Linked DNA regions of Danio rerio: region 1 is linked to region 2. The links are chromatin contacts, called in public Micro-C maps. All regions are on one chromosome and are shown on one strand. The core of a region is the stretch at or near the end of the contact, and the rest is flanking DNA. Distances in the headings are between cores, read along the strand shown. Region 1 holds the start of trim47 (tripartite motif containing 47). Region 2 holds the start of scaf4a (SR-related CTD-associated factor 4a).

The links. Hi-C and Micro-C count contacts between places; a contact is called where the count stands out from the background.
Region 1: a Micro-C map of caudal fin shows a contact between it and region 2, with 4 times the contacts expected there. The contact joins the promoter of trim47 here to the promoter of scaf4a in region 2. A contact is called at or near these places in 1 of 18 Hi-C or Micro-C datasets (caudal fin) and 1 of 4 datasets of contacts at active chromatin or transcription factors (embryo).

Annotation. Positions count from the first base shown.
Region 1 is chr10:31,079,438-31,082,151 of GRCz12tu, forward strand. It overlaps trim47 (tripartite motif containing 47), which reads left to right and starts at 1,393. Exons shown (of 8, transcript NM_200284.1): 1 at 1,393-1,621; 2 at 1,870-2,087. The coding sequence starts at 1,436.
Region 2 is chr10:30,653,448-30,656,400 of GRCz12tu, forward strand. It overlaps scaf4a (SR-related CTD-associated factor 4a), which reads right to left and starts at 1,449. Exons shown (of 20, transcript XM_690795.9): 1 at 1,305-1,449. The coding sequence starts at 1,334.

The sequences.
Region 1 (2,714 bases), core at 143-2,642, 430 kb after region 2:
AAACAGTGTTCCACCAGGATCATGTATGTCAGAAACTATAGTTTACTGCTGAACTCATTTTGTCATGGTAAAATAACACAGAAATCGAATAATAACATTTCAGTCTACTTCAGTCTCCTGCCGAAGCTCAGACGCCGCGCTTTGAGAAACTGTCAATCACAGCTGTCAATCACGATGACACGCCCAGCATTAAATTACTGCTAAAAACAAACTGTTTACAAAAATGAAGATCTGCACCTATTTCAGCACAATAACCAGTGCCTTAATCGACCAGAACTATCTTTCGGGACATTTTATTGCAAGTGTAATATTTTTTTTTATTTGGGCTCAAGTCTCCTTCATTAACACGGAGGAGGCGGGCTTTATGACTTGTACTGCAGCCAGCCCCCAGGGGGCGATCTAACGGCCGAAACCTTCACTCAAACGTAGGCTTGCGGCACACTTGGTTGTGACATCAAGTGACCAAAATTCAATGTAGCTAATATCTAAGGACAATGTTATTCGGATGTCCAATAACGGCATCAAATGATGTTGATATTTGGTTGATTTTAGGTTGTGTTAGAAAGTGACCAAAATCCAACGTTGTGAAATACTGACATTTATTTGTCAGGTATGAAAAACAAAATCTGATAGACATCATTGTGGTAACGCCAACACAATATCAAGCTATAGCATTATTAGACATTGATTTTAGGTTGGACGTTGACATCGACCTGACGCTAACCCGAATTTCATTTCCAAACAAAATGCCCCCACGAGGTTGGGGTACAATGTCAATCTGACATCATCCATCATATTTCATCAGTGATATGCTATCTAGAAATTCTCCAGGTCAATGCGGGTAAAGTTTTTGCACATCTTCTTTTGGACATTTTTAACACTTTCAAACAGTTTGCTGCAATTATAAATCGTCCATGTCTTGAGGTAGTTCATTAAGATGCGAGTTAGCTATGTGCGATTTGACTGAATCACAGGACTGATTTTTCCAATCCCCACAGACAGGAAAAAATAAAGTTGTGACGGCAGGTTGAAGGAAAGTAGTAGAGTAAAATTAACTAAAAATGTACTCAAGGGAAGGTAAAAATAGACATTTTTAAAACTACTTACAATTCCCGAGAAAAACTACTCAGTTGCAGTATTTAGAGTATTTGTCATTTGTTACTTTACACCACTGATCCTATCTTATGGTCCATAACATCTAAAAGATTAAAAACCTTAAAAAATAAAATATTTGTAGAACAGTCTCTTTAAACTGCACTGTTAGAAGGAACCGATTCGAAAACCGAGTCGCTGTACGCGGTGTAACCAATCAGGTTCGTCCCTGTCTCCCACGTGACTGAACCTGGAAGTGAGTCCAGAATGGGCTCTGTCTCTCTCTCTCCTCCGTCTAGAGTCGCTTGTGGCGCTGTAAAGCAGTAACACGGTTTAGGGAAACATGGCCACCGCCGGAGATTCGCGAGGAGAGCTTCAGAAGGAACTGGTTTGCTCCATTTGCCTCGATTACTTCGACGACCCTGTCATTTTAAAATGCGGCCACAATTTCTGCCGCATGTGCATTTTGATGCACTGGGAGGAAAATGGAGGCGATGATGTGGGTTACCAGTGTCCGGAGTGCAGGATGGTGCGTGGTTTGTTTTGATAAACGCTGCTCGATTCCGGGCTGCTTGGTTACAGTTTTATTTAACGCTAGACACATTCTCGTTTAATTCCTGCAGAATGACCAAAACCGACTAACTGTTAGTGTAAATGTTTATGTTGTTAGTGGTTTGCGGCGTTTATCCGTGAGATACAAATCTCCGTGCTTGCCGTTTGTCAGCACAGCACCAGCAGCTTCTCGCTGTCGTTTAAGCATGTTTGTACTCTTTGCAGGTTTTCGCGAAGATGAGTTTCACCAAGAATTACCTGGTGAAGAACTTGGTGGATAAACTGAGCGACTTCGACTATCTGAAGACATGTAGGCCCTCTGCACCCGCCAAACCCGTGAAGATGGACGGTAAATGTGAGCGACACCACGAGGAGTTGAAACTGTACTGCCACACCGACAGAAAGCCTATTTGCGTGGTGTGTCGGGAATCCAGAGCGCACAGGTGAGGCTCGGAGACCTGTGTGTGTGTACAGTGGCCGTGATCAAAATCGGTAAAGCAGCCTATTGAGTAGGTCTGTTATTGGAATCGATTCCTGATCCTGGAATCGAAGGCCTCTATTCTGAGAATCGACTCCTCACAGTTGATACGGTTTATTCTCAAACTCTGCCAATAATAACCTGCTAAAAAGCACATAATTCATGGCACATGAACATGTAAAAGGTATGTGCATGATTGTCAAAAGTAAATAGCAAAACAAACCATAACAAACACTAAACTAAAAGCGCTCAATTTATATGTGGGTTAGATGTGCTTTCATGTGTTTTTTTATAGCAATAACAGGCCTTCATTAATATTTGGGCTAGTAAAGTAATAGTCTTCATAATTGAGTCAATTCCACTCAAATCTTGGGTCAACTCTAGGCCAGTGTTTCTCAACCATGTTCCTTGAGGAACACCAACACTGCATGTTTTGATGTCTCCTTTGTCTTTCACAGCTAATACAAGTCTTTCAGTCTCTGCTGATGATCTGAATCAGGCGAGTTTAGTTAAGGAGACATAGAAAATGTGCAGAGCTGGTGGTCCACTAGGAGTGTGGTTGAGAAACACTGCTCTAGGCCCTGTTGGGTTA
Region 2 (2,953 bases), core at 199-2,698:
AAAATAAAAACAGGCAAAGGCAAATTATTATGTTGTGGCTCTTTATTTTACATGTTCAGCCTAGACGCTACAGTATAGACTGTACATACGTCAACTAAAACAATAGAAGACTACAGCTCAGGGCCAGGAGCTGCAGTAATCAATTTATGAATTTCAGATAAGTTTTTAACATAACAGCACAGTGATTGAGTTTGTGTTAAGGCCATGACTGATTATTTAGCTGACTAATAGGGGGATATCTGCTTAAAGAGACAGTTCACCCAAAACTGAATGTCATCATTTACGCTCCCTTCACTTGTTTCAAACCTGTTTACATTTCATTCTACTGTTGGACACAAAAGACAGTATTTTAAAGAAAGCTGAAAACCATCAATATTCATATTATTTGTCTTTCCTAAATATCATTTGTGTTCAACAGAAGAAGAAAAGAAAGAAACTCATAAGAGTTTAAAACCTATTGAGGGTGAGTAAATTTTCATTTCAGGGTGAATTATGCCTTTTATAACAAGTAAAAACTTTACCAAATAACAGTTCATATCAACATGAACTCAATGTTTACTTTCTTTGATAACGTTGAACTCCAGTAGGCAGAAAGAATAGAACTCATTTGCATTTCTTAAAGATACAGTAAAAAACATCCTCTCAAAAATAGATGCTCAAAACTAAATTTGACGGCATTTTTATGCAAATTCCCCATGGAACTTGACAAACAAGTCTAACTAAGAAACAATTTTGATATCTCTATCGTCGGCGGACACATTTTTGTATAATTAACGTTAGCCGTTTGAGCCCATTATTGTTTATCTCGACCATAAACGAACAATACGAAGTTACTGAAGGAATAAACTGTGACAGATTACGGCTGTTTCCTCAAATGCACTAAAAGCTGCAAACTCGTGGCTGCACAGATAGCATTCGGTGACTGTAAACAACATGAGAACTAATCCGTGTCTGATCATAACGTTACATCTTCAGCACATGAGTGATTCATACATGCTAGATCAGACGTACGAAAGCAGAAACTATCATGCAAAATGTCCAGCAGCAGATCACGCTCTCTATTATGATAACCAGGCCTGCTGTTATGGCGTCAAACCTATCGTAATACACAGATCTAATGATTCAGGCTAATATTTATAAAAGGACGGGGTGTTGTGGTCAGCTATACCCAAGCTCACAGCATGCAGCTACGCAATTTAAACACTGAGGCCTTCATCTGCTCTGGCCCTTTGCAACACATTGAACGATTGTGTTCACCAAACCGCCATTTTGCAGCCGTTTTATCTGCCCGAACACGCACACACCTCGTGATTAAACGCGTTGACGGCGTCCATGGCGTCCCGTCTCTGCTCCGCGGTCGCTTTCTCGGGTAAATTCAGAAATATGTGTGGTACTGTCCTCCAGCAGGCCGCCCCAACATGTCCGCCCCTGGCAGCAGACAGACAGCTCGGACTCGGAGTCGGCGCGGTGCTCGCGGTGCAGGATGGGATTGAAACGCTGCTTTGGCGAAGCACGAGCACTAGATGGCGCTGAGAGCACGCAGGAAAAGTCGAGAACGAAATCAAATTCCTTTTGTGATAAAAATAAATAGATATTTGCACATTTACGCGCAATCCCATACGGTAAACATATATGTTGTTCTGGTTAAAATGTATTTCAAATATATGCTAAATATATGTTATGGGGTGTGGGATTGCCTGCAAAAATTTAAAATACATATCATTTTTACCTTCATGTACCAAATGATATTTAAAATGAATTGCAGGGCAAGGGCGCCCCCAAGGGGTGGGATACGGCCACCCTTGTGTAAACTGTGGCCACCCCAATATGATTTAGTTGTTGATATTATTAATTTAAATGTACTTACGTAAATTCACAATATTTTAATAAATGAATTAATAAATAAAATGCAGCCACTAAATTATTATTATATTATATAAATTGCAACATTTCAAGAGTACTTAATAGAATTAATTAAAACTTCATTATTTAATTTACCAGAAACAAAAATATAACATCATTATTCACAATATATACACAATTCATAATTCTTTTGTTTGCCACCCCAAGATTTGGTGTGGCCTTACTTGGCCACCCGTAAGAAAACTTTTTGTGGGCGCCACTGTTGCAGGGTCAAGAAAATGTATTTTCAACCTTACAAAATAATATGGAGGAAAATATATTTGAAAAAGTATGCTAATGTATTTTCTTTAAGTCAGGGGTGCCCAAAGTTTTTCATATGAAGGGCCAAAAACCAAATATCATTGAGAGCAGTGGGCTGAAGATAAATATGCTAAATTATATTGCATTAAAGTTACCATCAGTCAATTTGTAATTTGTTTTTATAAAATTTCAAAATAGAAAAAAAAATGCTTTAAATCGTATTAACTAACACAGTATAACTTTTTAAATGATAACTTATTGCAAAAAAAGAAACATTTATAACACAGTGGAGTTCAACGCTGAATACACTTGTCAAGCAGAATCTGCCTTTGCCTTGATCTGTTCACCAAAGTCTCTGCATTGTCGGGTGACAGTATGTACATTGGAACAAAATCTGATTAATTTACACCATTTAACTGACACATTTAATTTCAGCTAGTTTTTAACAATAAAACAAAAAGTTACATTAAATTTGAATTGACAATCTCTTATCATTTCCCCTCTCTTCTTCTTATGGAAATATATTTTAAATTATTGTAATATATAAATAGCCTATATATATATATATATATATATATATATATATATATATATATATATATATATATATATATATATATATATATATATATATATATATATATATATAGTTGGAAATATATTTGGGATAGTTAAAATTTTGTCCATTCCAAACATAAATAAACATATAAAATATAAATTTATTTTGCCGATTTTTAATCTTTTTTGCAAAATGATTACCATTAGGATAATGAACATGTGTACTAGAAAT